Linked DNA regions of Ovis aries: region 2 is linked to region 1. The links are chromatin contacts, called in public Hi-C maps. All regions are on one chromosome and are shown on one strand. Each heading gives the region's core, a stretch centred on a gene start, on an enhancer-like site or on the middle of the called end of the contact. The rest is flanking DNA. Distances are from core to core; before and after follow the strand shown.

Region 1 (7,661 bases), core at 3,052-5,551:
CTGAGGGACAACCAGCGGCTCCGAATGCAGTGCAGGTGAGCGCCTGATGGCTGAACCACAGCGGCAGCAGCAGCGCACAGGGCGGCCCGCCCTCCGCCCCTTCCTCACCTCAGGGCCTGATGCAGATTCTGCTGGCTGACCTCGTGCTTAGAACCTGGGCCATTCCTGGGGCACAAGTCCTGTAGGAAAAACTTTTCACCTAATATTCTTTGAACATGTGAGGAACAGAAAAGTCCCTTTAAAATTCTCTTTGTTGATTTCCAATGTCGTGTTTAATGTCAGCTGTATACAAAGTGACTCAGTTATATATGTTCTTTTTCATATTCTTTTCCATTATAGCTTATTGCAGGATGTTGAATACAGTTATCAGTGCTGTACAGTAGGACTTTGTTGTTTATCCATCTGTATATAATCGTTTGCATCTATTGCTAATCTCAACCTCCTAATCCTTCCCTCCTCAAAAGCCCCTCCCTCTCGGCAACCACAAGTCTGTTCTCTGTGTGACTCTGTTTCGTTTTGTAGGTAGGATCATTCGTGTCATATTTCAGGTTCCACACGTACGTGCTATCATATGGTATTTGTCTGTCTCACTGCACTTAGTACGATCATCTCTAGGTTCATCCACGTTGCTGCAAATGGTATTATTTTATACTTTTTAATGGCTGGGGAACATTTAACATTCAGTTTATATATATACATAACTGTGGCTTCGTGTCTTGGCTGTTGTAAATAAGGCTCCTGTGAACATAGCAGTACATGTATCTTTTTGAATTAGAATTTTGTCTGGGTATGTGCCCAGGAGTGGGATTGCTGGATCATATGGCGATTCTAGTTTTAGTATTTTGAGGAACCTGCATACTGTTTCCCACAGTGGCTTCGCCAACGTACATTCTCTCCAACAGTGTAGGACGGTTCCCTTTTCTCCACGCCCTCTCCAGCACTTATTATTTGTAGACTAAAAAAAGTCCCTTTTACTTATCACTGGACTGGAGGTGCTGACTGCAAGAGAATGAAAGGTGAGGGTAGGAGTCAGCATGTGGAAATGAAAGAAAAAACAAACTACATTCCAGGAAGACGACAGGCTTCAAAGTTTCAGGTGCTACTAGGGGTTGTGTGTGACCTTAGGTCCTTCAGAGACCGCGAGGGAAATTCCTGCCCGTCTCTCTGGACCTGGGAGGACCACATCTGAGGTTGATAATGCCTGCAAAATTCAGGGGTTTCCCTCTCAGCATAGTTTTTGTATTTTTATGGAGGCAGAACAGCCAGAAAGGAGTGGAATTCGTCCCCACCCTCCAGCCAAATACAGAAAACCAGACCCCTCTGACTCAGGTATTGTAGTTTTGAATTTGGGGGCTGTTGGTCTCAAATATCACAGAATAGGGAACCACATTCAAAATGCAATTGGCAGTTGGTCCCTAGAGTTCCTGGCAGTCCTGGTTGCCTGTGCAGGCCTGCCCTGACACCTGCATGACACCACACGCAGTCTCTGAGCTTTACACCATGCAGCTTTTAAAAAATTAACTATTTTATTTTTTGGCTGTGTGGGTCTTCACTGCCACACACAGGCTTTCTGTGTGGTGAGTGGGGGCTACTCTTGGTTGCAGTGCACACGCTTTCTATTGCAATGGCTTCTCTTGTTGCAGAGCACGCGCTCCAGGGCAAGTGGGCTTTAGTAGTTGCAGCACGTGGGCTCAGTAGTTCCTGCTCTTGGGCTCGAGAGCATTGGCTCAGTAGTTGTGGAGCCTGGGCTTACTGGCTCCATAGCATGTGGGATCTTCCCAGACCAGGGATCAAACCTGTGTCCCTTGCATTCCAAGGCAGATTCTTAACTACTGGACCATCAGGGAAGCCCCGGCAAGTAACTTTTTGTGTCTCCCTTCTGCATTATCAGACTGATCTCCCTTGGAGACTCTAAAGTCCTACTGCTATCCTCCACACATCCTTTTCTTTGCATTCATGCTAGGAATAGGTGTGTTATCATTAAAATGACATCTGATTCTGCTCTCTGCCTGTCCCTGACTACTGAGGCATCCTGCCACATGTTTATTAGTGGATCCGCTCTACTGCAGAGCTTCTCAACTGAGCGGTTTTTTCTCCCTCCCCAGGGACATATGGCAACGTCTGCAGACATTTTTGGTTATCACAACTCGTGAGTTGGGGAGGGGTGAGGCTGGCATCTAGTGGGTAGGCACCGGGGATGCTGCTATGTATCTTATAAAGCGCCCACAGCAAGGGGCTGTGAGACCCAGTGTCTACAGTGCTGAGGTTGATAAATCCTGCTGCACTGTGAACTGCTGGGAAGGTTCTTTGTCTTTAAAAAAAAATCAATTTAGAGATGCTCTTGACCGGTCACAGGCATTTTACTGTTTAAATAATGTATTTACTTGTCTGTGCTGGGTCTTCTCTCCAGTTGCGGCACATGAGCTTCTCATTGCAGTGGCTTCTCTCGTTGCAGAGTCCGGGCTCTGGGGAGCACACGTTTCAGCAGTTGTGGCACGTGCGCTCAGTAGTTGCGGCCCCCCCCACCCCGCCCCGCCCCCGGCTCTAGAGCACAAGCTCAGTGGTTGTGGCACATGGCTTAGGTGCCCCGCAGCATGCGGGATCTTCCCAGGATTCGGGGATCAAACCCGTGTCTCCTTGGGTTGGCAGGCAGACTCCTTACCACTCAGCCACCCAGGGAAGCCCGCAGGCATTTTATCTGCCATCTGCATTGCAACGGGAAATTTTGGAATTCCCCCCAATCCATCCTCTTTTCATTTTGTTTATGGTATCTTTGGACACACGTATAAAAATTAATGCAGTCACATATGTGCTTCACTTTTTATTACAGTCTCTGAGTTTCCTGTCCTGGTTGAGTCTCTGCTACCCTTGTTCAGGGCACATGGTTTTCTATTTCCAGTTCTGTTAGGGTTGCTATTTATTGTTCAATTCATTAGGCCTTAATCCATCTGGAACTGATTTTTGTGACTGGTGGGAGGTGAGGGTCCAAAGACAGATTTTTTTCCAGGTAGAGAGCCAGCTGTGGTTTTATCATACCTCAAATTAGCTATCCTTCCCCACTAAATTAATGTCACACACACATATACGGCACCCTCTTCTTTTCCAGTGATACTTGTCAATCTTTGGTTAGTACCATCAGATCCTGATTATGTGGTTTTGTAGTACCACAAAGGCCAACTCTCACTTCTATTCCTTTTTTTTTTCCCCTTAAATAATTTTTGGGTCAATTCAGACATTTCTTCTTTCTTAGGTCTTCAAATAAATAACGGAAGCCTCTTCTTCCTCCCATGCTGGGTTTTGTTGCTCAGCTTTCTGTTTGTAGCACAGTGCACTTTTCGTCTGCGTCGCTGGTGAGGACTGTGACAGTCATTGGTTCCTGGAGTCCCTCCTGCCAGCCGCACTCTGTGCCCTGTCCCAAGCAGCAGCATGGTGCCTGGCACGTGGCTGGAGCTGGAATAAACGAAGGAATGTATGATGCAGATCTTTTTTTTTTTTTTTTTTCCCAAACAGGAAAACTAGTTCTCTCTTTTGTGTTGGTTTGGGACCTGGCAGTCAGAGGTTGGCTTAGTCCTTGTCATTGTCGAGGGGTGGCCTCAGACAGTCGTTTCTCTCCTCTGCTTCGGTTTTCTTACCTGTCAGGCTGGACCTGATGAGCCCTGAGCACCTTCCACTCTCACGCAGCTGGGGGTGGGGAAGTGATGAAGAGCTCTAGGGAGACGCACCACGCAAACGGAAACGCTGGGTTGACTTATCGCAGGCACAGTGCAGGGGCCTCCATACTTTTAGGGGCCCATGAAAATGGCCCACTGTCTTTTAAAAATTGGAAGAAAACGAAGTCATCCCTTTTAAGTCACATGATCTGGCTTTAGGTCCGATCCCCCTAGAAAGGGGCGGGGGGAGGGAAGAGGAAGAGGCTCAGATGGGAAGGGATGGGTTTTTGCCTGCTCCATGTTCACGACCACAGCCGCGTTTTCCAGATGCCAACACGCACGCAGGCCTGTAGCTTAGAAACTGCAAGCCCAGGAGTCAAACCCAGTATTTCTGGGCCGAGCCCCGCCTCCGGGGAAACAAAGGGCAGTCACACCGCAGGCTTCCTCTCAGGCTGCCCAACCACTGCGCCACCCGACCAAGCTGGAAGTGTCCCCATCGGGTGCTGAAGGTAGACCTCTGGGCCCTCTGTGAGGCGAGGCAGTTTGGGCCGGGGTAGAAGTTCCCGGTACCCAACCCCTCCTCTCTGGGCACGTCCCTGGGATTCCACCCGCCCCGGCTCCAGCTCCTTTCCCAGCCTGGAGGGCCGGCCCGAGAGGCTCTGCTGGCGCTCTGGCGCCCTCCAGTGACCATCTGCTCTAAGGCCCGCTCTCAGCCCTTCCCCCTCCCTCCCTCCCCAGCCCTTCCCCCTCCCTCCCTCCCCAGCCCTTCCCCCTCCCTCCCTCCCCAGCCCTTCCCCCTCCCTCCCTCCCCAGCCCTTCCCCCTCCCTCCCTCCCCAGCCCTTCCCCCTCCCTCCCTCCCCAGCCCTTCCCCCTCCCTCCCTCCCCAGCCCTTCCCCCTCCCTCCCTCCCCAGCTCCGGGCAATCTGCTGCCTGATTGCTTCCTCATCTCCCTCCAAGCACAAAGAAGTGACCTGCGGAGGGGGGCATTTCTCTTTCAAAGCCTCCCAGGTCACTTGCCCCTCCCTAGCCCACCCCACTACTTTAAGTCAGTCAGCTTTAAATCAATCAGCATCGCCTGAAATCACATGAGCTGGCTTTAAATCAGTCAGTCACTATGGAGAACAGAATGGAGGTGCCCCAAAAAACTAAAAATAGAGTTGCCATGGGATCCGGCAGTGATACTCCTGGGCATATATCCAGGGAAAACTCTCATTCGAAACGCACTTCAGTGTTCACACCAGCACTAATTACAATAGCCAAGACATGGAAGCAACCTAAATACCCATCGACAGATGAATGGATAAAGAAGATACGGTATACAACTAATATGGAATATTACTCAGCCATGAAAAAAGAACAAAATAACGCCATTTGCAGCAATGAGTGGACCTAGAGATTATCATATTAAGTGAAGTAAGTTAGACAAAGACAAACGCCATATGGTATGACTTACATATAGAATCTAAAATATGACACTAAAAAACATTTACACGAAAAGAAACAAACTCATAGACATAGAGAACAAACTCAAGGTGAGCAAAGGGGAAAGGAGGGAGGGATAAATTAGGAGTTTGGGATTAGGAGATACAAATTATTATACATAATAAATAAACACAAGGTACTACTGTAGGAAAAAAACAGGAAGAAGCCCCCTCCCCCCAGTGTGTGTGCACACACACTCATATTCTCTCTCTCACATACATACACACACACTCACACACTAACGCCAGCCCAGGCACTGACTCTGAGGTCACAATGAACAGGCTGCAGAAAGCAATTTCACTGCCAGGCATTCTGATAATACAGTTATTGAAACCGCTAGCTGACAACAGTTAATGCAGTAACTAAGATAACTTGGCCTAAAAGCTTTGATTTAAAATTACCCTGGCATGTGTATACTGTCTAATTATTCTCTCCCATGATCTACCCTCTCATTAAAGTCAAATTTCTTTGTGAGAAATTCTACATTTTGCACCACGATTGGGAAGAAGCCACATGCACTCACCTGCTCATGACAGGGGTGGGCTATCAGAGGAGCTAAAGGGGAACGGCGTGTCCTGTCCTCCCAGGTGCGGGGAGATCCGTCTCTGCAACAGACCACACCCTCCTTCCCAGCTTTCCCTTAGGAAAGGACCGGTGGAAATCTACTACACCTGCATCAGCTGAGGACCCCAAACAACTAGGTGCCTAAGTGGGAGGGAGGTGCCCATGGGGCTGGAAGAGGCACCTCGAACTCAGAGAAAACTCAATAAGCTGGCATCCAATTCACTTCTCCACCGGTGAGAAAGCCCAGGCTGACCTGCTGGAGACCAAACACCAAGCCGGTGGCAGCAGTGGGAACAGAAACTGTTTTCAGCGCAAAGCTGCTCTCACTGCGCCTGCCATCACGTCTCCTTCTAACTCACGGTTTCCTGGCACATCCCCACCTAGCAGAGCTCCAGGCGTGGTGTGTGGCTCCTGGCATGGAGATGCTGTTGGCTGGACCAGGCTTCTGAGGCCACGCTCCAGGGTGGCCCCTGGCTGTTGGGCGGTTCTCTTTTGTCTGCATCTCTAGCCAGCTGCCTGCCAGGCCCTCGGCCAATCTAGGATTCTGCGATGGGGTTGGGCACCTGACGAGGCTCACCTGTGGGAGGAGGGTCGTGGCCAAGGCTTCTGTTGGCAAGCTCTCGGCCAGTGTCTGAACAAACAGCATCCTTGCTGTGTGTGTAAACCCTCAGAGGTACTGCGATACTGTTTTTTAAACATAAGCCCCACTTGGCATATTTCGGAGATAAATTCCCCCATTAAAGTTCTGGGATGACATGCATTTAGAATGAGCAGGAAGACACAGTATGCTCACAGATGATCTATTACTTGGGGGACTTTAAAACTCTCACCAGAAATCATTCACCCTCTTCACCCTTTTGGGCATCAGCACAGGCAAGGCTTGGCTGCACTCTGTATTTATCCCTGTGATTTCTCTAGACTCTTTCCTTCCAGGAAGAATCTCTGGCCTCTGCAGGGACTGAGTGGTGACAGGTAACTCTGAGGCTGAAATGCTGGAATAAGAGAGACAAGGTCTGCAAACATTTGGATAGCTGGGGCAAAGGAGATTTCTCTGTGGAGAGGTGTAAACACAAGTACTGAGGCCTGGGCATGGGGCAGTCAGGTGCCCTGACTGAGGATGAGAGGCCAGACAGGAGATGCCCTGAGGGGCCTTCTGCCGAGAGGCAGGGCAGTGAGTGCAGTTTCCGCCGGGAGGTGGGGAACACATGGGTCAGGTCCTTTTTCTGACTGATCCTGGGAAGCGGGTCAGCTCCCGGCTGATAAGCCCAGGGCGGGTCTGGGACTGTGTGGCCTGGTCAGGAAAGGGTGGATCCTGGCAGTCCAATGGTTGGGACTCCTCACTCTCACTTGGGTTCAATCCCTGGGCGGGGAACTAAGACCCCACATGCTGTGTGGGGTGAGGGTGGGGTGTGCAAAAAGAAAAAGAAAAAAAGGAAGGGGATATCCTGAGTTCCAGCAGAATCTTTGTGGGGAAGGTTCTTCACAGGAAGCCATTTCTCAGACACAGAGGGTGAGGAGATTTCTAGACCTTCGGGTCACCTTCAACATTGTTGAAAGGCAGTGGGCTGTGGAGGGGACAGGAAGGGGAGACGCTCAGACCCTGGGCTGTAACAGGTTGGAAGGAAACACAAATGCATCTCAGGGGTCAGAGAGGCAGGACTGCTGCTGGCTGGTTGGGAAGTGCAGGCTGCGACCTCCCAGTTAAGTGAAGTGCATGCTCCCAGTTGGCAAGCCTGCAGAAGCCATTAAATTTGGAAAATCAAACTGAAATGGAGCCAAATAACCCATGACTTCTCCAAAAAATAGCTATAGAATAATTAATTGGAAACCACATGCACTCAAAAGACTGTAGACACAAACTTTACAATTTACACCAAAATTCACTAGAAATTGTTCACAAACACATTTAAAATGCAAAACGATAAAAACTCTTAGATGAAAACATAGAAGGAAATCTACATAAA
Region 2 (7,703 bases), core at 3,020-5,519, 330 kb before region 1:
AGCCACCCACAGAAGGGGTGGGAGTTCTGCTTTGTACAAGGTTCTGCTGCACTTAACATCAACACACGCTTGTGGGGCAGAGATGCAGAAGATAGAAACACTGCAGAAAACACTTCAGGCTGCCTGGACTGACCTAGTGCTGGATGTCTTTTCAAAACATGTTATTGGAAAAATGTCAAGTGCACAGAAAAGTCAAGAGTTTAATGAACATTTTAAGCCTATCACCTGACTCTGACAAGTGTTCCACATGGCCACAGTGGCTTTATCTGTGTTTTGCTGATGTAGTGTAAGTTACAGACGTCATGGCATTTTTACATCTAGATATTTCATTGGGAATGTCTAAAAATTAAGGGCATTTTTCTACCTAACTACGCATGTCATTATAGCACCAGACACATTGAACAATAATTCTTAAATACGATCTAATATTCATTTCATATTCAAATATCCCCAGTTGTCCCCAGAATACCTTCTATTGCTCGTTTGTTCAAGTAGGAATCCAAGTATGAGAAGTAGGTCCCATTCTCCAGGACCCTGCTCTTTGCTGGGTTACAGCTGGGTTTCTGGCCCCATGGGTGACACTCGGCTCTTCCCAGGGCCCCACCATCTCTGCTGGCATGGACCCCTGGAGCAGAGGAGCTGGGCAGAACTGGAGCCCGGGGTAGGGACGTGGGAGGGGGCGGGATGGGTATGAACAGCCTGGCCTCGTGTCCGTGTTCTCAGTAGCGCCCTTCCCTTGCAGCCACGACTTCATTGGGGAGTTCACCACCAGCTACCGGGAGCTGGCCCGTGGGCAGAGCCAGTTCAACATCTATGAGGTGAGGTGGGCTTTGCTCTGACGATACATAGCTCCCACAGTCTCTGAGGCCCACAGGGAGCCCGGGCTGGGGTCTTTGCATCTTCTCCTGTGAGGTGGGTGTTATTGTCCTATTTCACAGTTCAAGAGACTGAATCTCCAAGAAGTAAGGGGACTTGACTCAAGTTCAGAAAGTGGCAGAAGAGGCCAATGATCTAAGTTTATCTAACTCCAGATCATTGAGTTATATTCCATACCCCCAGCCCCAAAGAGAGCTCTTCCAACCACGCAAGGGGAGAGAAATGTAGGTGGGGCGGGAGGTGGGGCCCAGTATCAGCAGGTTCCTGCCTCCAGACCTGAGGTCCTGAGTCCTGCCTTTCATCGGAGCAGTTGCAGGGCCTGCAGAATGTATTCTCTGTCCTAGAAGGAAAGAGAGGGACAGGAGCCGGGGTGCCTCCATCTAGACGGGAACCTTGGACAAGATGCCCAGTCTCTTGGCAGATAAGAGCGTCTGCCCTCAGGATAGTCTCTACACTGAGCCTCCACCTGCATGCGCTCTTCCCTTGGGATACGCTCCCAGCCTCACACATCCAGTTCAGGCCCTGCTCTCTGCCACAGAAGTGAGGCAGCTCCATGGACAGCACAGTTCATGCCAGACACTGAACTGCAGATGCTTGTAGCCCTCGTTTACGGCCCAGGGTTCCTATCCCAGCTCTACCGTGTATAAGCTGGGTGACCCTGGTTGAGCTCCTGCCCCATTCTGTGCCGTGCACACTGAGAATTAAATTACTAGAACCACGCCTGGCCCCTGGTGAGCATTACGTCAGTGCTATCTCCTAGTATCATCTGTCGAGAGCCTGGGTGCCAGGAGATTTACATTTCACAACCGTCCTACGAGCTGGCCCTGTCCTCACATCGCTCAGCGAGTGAAGTCGCAGAGCTGGCTTTGACTCCCATCACCGACTCTGAGTCCCTCTTTACGTTGCTCCCTCAGCCTGTATCTCTGTCCCGAGTGGACAGGTCTTGTGTTCCAGCTGGACCAAAGCACCCCAAGGGCAGACTAAGTGACAGCCCTTTCTGTTGCCCTATTCACGTTGGCCTGGGTCCTCCTAGGCACACAGTAGGTGCTTCTTATACACCCACGCTGAATTCAGTTCAACAAGGCTATTTGTGAGAATGGAACATGGATGAATTGCTTTGTAGGAGCTCTGACACTCACAGTTAATTGCTTTGTTTTCGGCAAGGACAAAGGACGGAGCTGTCTCTTTTCTCCCACCCACGCAGCAGGCCCCGTCTTTCTCTGGACTCTTTTTTTTAATTCCTTTATTTTTGGCCGTGCTGGGTCTTTGCTGCTGTGTGGGCTTCTATCTAGTTGTGGCGCACTGGCTTCTCAGCACGTGGGCTCTAGAGCACAGTTGTGACGCAGGAGTTTAATTGCTCAGCTGCATGTGGGATCTTCCTGGATCAGGGATCGAACCCATGTCTCCTGCATTGACAGGCAATTCTTTACCCCTGAGCCACCAGGGAAGCCCCTCTCCAGACTCTTATTTACTCATTTTTTGGCCATGCCACACGGTTCATGAGATCTCAGTTTCCCAACCAGGGATTAAACCCCACCCTCTGCATTGGAAGTACAGAGTCAACCACTGGACCACCAGGGAACTCCCTAGAGTCCTCTAAGAAAATTTTTAGGGAAGGGAAGGGAAGGGGTCTGATCTCTTGGAGTCTGGCCTTCTAAGGGTGCTTGACAGGCTCAGATGAGGCCACGATCTCTCAGGCTTAAAGCAGGAAAGGTTAGATCGACTTGTTTTCTCGGTCGTTGAGCCCTGCTCCCTTGCAAACAAGAGAAACTGCAGCACTGGCAAGCCAAAGTGCTGTCTCACACACTGGAAGCGCCGGCAGGTAGAAAAGGAATTAGATTCTGGCTGCCGAGCGGCAGGCCTGGCACTGTGGAGGGCATCTCTGGGAGGCTGGTTTGGGCTCAGGAAGGCCCTTCTAGTGTCTGAAGTGCCTGAAGAGGGAATAGGCTTCTGCCAGGAAAGACCCTCATCTCAGGCTCTGGCGTCAGCCTAGGTGTCCATCGCACATGCCCAGCTGTATGTGGCCGCTCCTCAGACTTAGCCTCCTAAACTGAATGCGCCGGCTAGAGCCCCTGCCGCCCTCCTCTCCTCTGGCCAGCCGCTTCCCCCTCCTGTGCCATCATCGTGGGGACCACGGCCCCTGGGGAGGCATCCCTGATGCCTTCTGCCCCGCATCCCACACCCAGTCCACGGCTGAGTCCTGCTCCTCCTGCCACCTGGATATTCTGAGGCTTGTCCCCTTCCTTCCTGTCCACCCCCACCATCACCATCTCCCCCGTGGGGGTGGGGGGCTTTGCGACAGCCTCCTAATGGCCTTTCCACTTCTACTCAGTAACCCAGAGCTGCCTACAAAATGGTAATCGACCACACTGCTGCCCTGCTTACTACCTGGCTGTTCACTTCACCCGCTGTCTCAGCCTGGTTCGCCCCAGGGAGCAGGGAGCCTCCACCCCAACTGATGTCCGACAGGGCCCTTTACCTACAAGGAAAGGCCGAGCTCCTTCACAAGAGGGTCAAGCCCCCGCGACCTGCAGTGTCTGTGCAGCTGAGGTGGGGGCGTGTATGAGCGGCCGTATACATCACAGCTCTAGGAGCCCCTGGGGTCTGGCCCGCTCCCCGTCCCTCTGCCCACCCTCGCTTTCAGCCCATTATGCCATCTGAGGCTCTCTGAACCTCCATCTGGCTCGGTCTCTGTGGCTTCATTTGTGCTGGTGCCTCCCCGGGGCTCCCTTTGCTCTTCTTGACCTGGTTGGGCCTCTACCGGGCCTCAGAGACAGCCTGTGATGCTCCTCCCCCAGGAAGGCCCTACCTGCACACCCACCAAGTCTGAAGAGGGTGCTCCTGTTCCCTCCTCCCCCACTAAAAGCAGGCCTGTTACCTGTTTATCATACTATGTGTGTGCGTGTGTGCTAAGTTGCTTCAGTCGTGTCTGACTCTTTGTGACCCCGTGGACTGTAGCCCACCAGGCTCTTCTGTCCATGGGATTCTCCAGGCAAGAATACTGGAGTGGGCTGCCATTCCCTCCTCCAGGGGAATCTTCCTGACCCAGGGATTGAAGCCACATCTCTTAGGTCTCCTGCACTGGCAGGCAGGTTCTTTACACTAGCGACACCTGGGCAGCCCTTATCATACTTCCTCCCTCCCCTCCCCCCTCCTCCCTCCCCTCCCCACCCCCCCTCCCCAAAGACCATGACATCCTCAGGGGTGGGGACGATGTCTCGCTCACTGTTGTGTCCAGAGCCCGCAGAGCTCCTGGTCCTGGGAGCCACTCAGTGCCTCCTTGCACAGGAGGGCAGACCCCCTACCAGCCCTGGGGACCCTGAAGACGCTGGGGACGTGAGGAGAGAGAGGAGAAAGCTTCGAACTCCAGCCCGGGAGTGGGGAGGTTGCTGGCCCCTAGGGGGCGCTGGTCCCCTGCACGGCGTCTGGGGCCGCTTAGGCTGGAGAGTCTGGTACATGGGGAGGGGGGGAGGGGGTGTGCATGCCCAGTGGTGGTGGAAACCCCAGAACAAACAGGATGTTTTCTCAGTGCCCACTTCACAGGAAGATCTGAGAACAAAACAGTGCTTTAATATTGAAACAGTTATAATTAGAGAGTGCATGTGGTACAGGCTAATTTAAAGATAACAGATGACTTCAAAGACATATGCTTGTGGCCAGGTCTTTTGGTGATGCCCAGACCCCCAAGAGTCCATGTGCATTCCCCTCTGGTGGGAGAGCTGCTCTGGAGTAGATGTTTGAGTTGCGGTAAATACTAGAAGCCCCACACCCTCATGGGACAGACTGAGAGATCCAGGAACAGTGTAGTCTCGGGGCTGCAATGTGCCCCCGTCTCAGCAGCTTGCCTAGGGAACTGTCGTCCTACGAACACGCCAGGCAGCACCAGATCCTCTGCGTGGCCTTCAGGCCTGTGGCGGTTCTGAGGTTTGTGCTGGGTTTGTCCCGCCAGACTTCTCTCCCCCGTTCCTGCCTGCACAGCTTGCCAGACCTCCCACCTGAACTTCCCACCTGGGCCTAAGCTCCAGCTCTTTCTTCCTTCTGCGTCTCCCTAGTCACCCTTGGCTTCCTCCTTCTCTTCTGCCCCAGGGCCACACCCAGCCCCTGCAGAAGCGCTCCTTCTTACCTGGTAACTGGGTTTTATTGTGTGTGTGTGTTTTTTTCCTCGGCAGGTGGTAAACCCAAAAAAGAAAATGAAGAAAAAGAAATATGTGAATTCGGGCACAGTGAGTAGCCACTCCCTCTCTGAGGCGGATGTAGACTTCCTGAGCCCCGAGCTAGGTCTGGTGGTCTGTGCGGCTTTGCTGCAGGGTGTGGGAACCAGACCTGGGGGTTGGGGGTGGGGAGGAGTGGGGCTGACGGAGCAGTGGGGGTCCGGGGGGACGGGCCCTGTGATGTAGGATGAAAAATCCCAGAGAGAAACTCCCGTGGGGGGCTCTTGCTGCAGGAAGGAAAAGGACTCGAACTTATTGGGCTCTTACTCTGGGAAATTCCCCGTTGGGGTGCTTTTCACAGGTTGTTTCCTTAAGAGGCAGGCATTATCATCCCCTCGTCACAAGAACGGAAACCAAGGCCCAGGCAGGGAAGTGACTCAACCAAGGTCACAGAGCTGGAAGGTGGTAGACAGAGCAGTGAGCACAACAGTTAAATCTGCAGCTTGCAGCTGCTGTGGACACGGCCTCCTTAACCAAGACCATCCTGGGATCACACTGGCCCAGCGGCTTCCGGGGGCTGATCCTCAGCACACTCCTGCATTTCTTCAACAAATATTTACTGTGTGCTCCCAAGTGCCAGGCACTGTTTGGGGCAAGAGGGAATAAGACTGATGCAAATCCCTGCCCCCCTGGTACTTATTGTCAGGTTGGGGGGTGGGGGACAGAAGACAAGTGCTCCCGCAAATACCTGTGTGTGCCAGGTGGTTGGGGGTGCTGTGGAAACAAAGTATAGTGAAGTGTGGAATCTAGAAAAATGACATAGACGATCTTACTTGCAACGCAAATATAGAGACAGACATAGGAAACAAACAAATACCAAGGGGGAAGGCTGGGATGAATTGGAAGACTGGGGTTTACATATACACACTATTGATACTATGCATAAAACAGATAACTCATGAGAGCCTACTGAATAACACAGGTTCTGTGGTGACCTAAATGGGAAGAAAATCTGAAAAAGAGGGGATATATGTAAACATATAGCTGGTTCACTTTGCTATACAGAAAAACCTAACAACATTGTAAAGCAACTATACTCCAATAGAAGTTAATTTTAAAAGTATAGTGAGATAAATCAATAGAGAATGCAAGGGCCCAAACTTGCTATTTTATATAAAATAGCCAAGGAAAGCTTCTCTGAGAAGATAACCTTTAAGCAGAAATTTAAGCAAGGTGAGGGAGTTAAGTATTAAGGATATCAAGGAAAAAGAGTTCTAGCTGTAGGGATCAGCATGTGCAAAGGCCCTGAGGTGGAGCCCACCAAAGCATTTATAGAACAAACCGATGTCTTAGCAGCGCAAACATACCCAAGTCTGCGCCCTTCATGTCCCTCCCACTCTAGAGGGCCACTGCCCCAGAGCGGATACAGCCAAACGCAGCCATTTGAGTCAGGCCAACGGCAACTCTAGACCAGACGAGGCCACAGGCAGGGGCCCCCAGGATTCCTCCCAGGAACCTTTTCTCCATCTGTAAAATGGGTCTAATATATCATCCCTACCCTGTTGAAGGCACAGGGTGGCTGTGGCAGACACATGGGAGATGCAGGACTGTAAGCTGGACTCTGCTGACCACCACTTCTCTGATTATAGCTGCTTCACATGCAGACATGGAGTAATACTTCCTTTGTCCAAAGGTGCAGGGTTTCTCAGTGGGGATGTTGTCAGCATTGGGGGCAGAATAATTCTTTGTCTTACAGGACTTCCCCATATGTGGTGGGATGCTTAGCCTCCCTGGCCTGAGCCCATAGCTAGCAGTAGAACCCCAGTCATTGTGAGACCCCAAAGCTCTCCCTCATGTTCCCAAATGCCCCTTGAGAGGGCAGCACCTTCCCCAGCTAAGAAATATTAGATGTACAGCTAAAATAATAATAATAATAATAAGGTATGAAACCCACTGATCTCATCCAGCTTTCTTGCTTTAGTGATAAAGAAACTGAGACCCAGAGAGGGGACATGATGCCTCAGGTCACAGTGAGTTAGGGAAGGGGCAGGGCTAGGCCCAGGTCTCCTGACTTTCCTTTGATCCAGCATTTCCCAATCTTTACCATTAAAAAAAAAAAAAATCACTCAGGGTTCAGGATCCCTATTAAAATACAGATGCCCAGGCCAGTTCCCTGGGGTTCCATTTTAGGAAACCCAGGCTGGGAGCCCAGGAATCTATATTTAGTGCTTCTCAGACCTTACTTGCTATGTGCAGGATTTCCTGGGGATCTTGCTGAAATGCCAAGAGTCTGCATTTCTATCCAGTGATGCTGATGCTGCTGTTCAGGGACCACCCTCTGAGTACCAAGTCCCTGAGTCAATTCATATGGCCAGCCAAGTTCAGCAATTAATTGCTTCATCCCAGGGCCTGAAGTGGAATTCAACCCTGACTGCATGTTAAACTCAAGTGAGGAGCCAGAAATAAACCAGAGCCATATCCCTACTCCAGAAAGCCTGATGATATTGGTTTGGGGTCTTCAGTCCAGCCACAAGATGTTTTGAAAGCTTCCCGTGGAGTCTAATGTTCATAGAGGAGAGGCCACTGCCACAGTCCACTCCTAGACACTAGGGAGGCTTTGTCCGTCCACAGCGAATGGGGGTCTCCAAGGCCCAACTCAGTACTCACAGACTCTCC

What was found. A called contact is a pair of places that touch in the nucleus more often than the background predicts.
Region 2: a Hi-C map of liver shows a contact between it and region 1, with 3 times the contacts expected there. The contact joins two enhancer-like sites. A contact is called at or near these places in 2 of 16 Hi-C or Micro-C datasets (liver and tail adipose tissue).

What each region holds. Positions count from the first base shown.
Region 1 is chr20:10,427,866-10,435,526 of ARS-UI_Ramb_v3.0, reverse strand. No RefSeq gene overlaps it. Among named protein-coding and RNA genes, the nearest start is that of PXT1, 28 kb to the left of the region's middle. Within about 2 kb of position 4,301, at least 27 of the 54 cell types and tissues checked have an H3K27ac peak or open chromatin away from gene starts, as enhancers often do. A contact at or near this core is called in liver, where this site is marked.
Region 2 is chr20:10,758,102-10,765,804 of ARS-UI_Ramb_v3.0, reverse strand. CPNE5 (copine 5) reads left to right here. Exons shown (of 21, transcript XM_027958670.3): 12 at 743-818; 13 at 5,046-5,099. Among named protein-coding and RNA genes, the nearest start is that of RAB44, 63 kb to the right of the region's middle. Within about 2 kb of position 4,269, at least 4 of the 54 cell types and tissues checked have an H3K27ac peak or open chromatin away from gene starts, as enhancers often do. A contact at or near this core is called in liver, where this site is marked.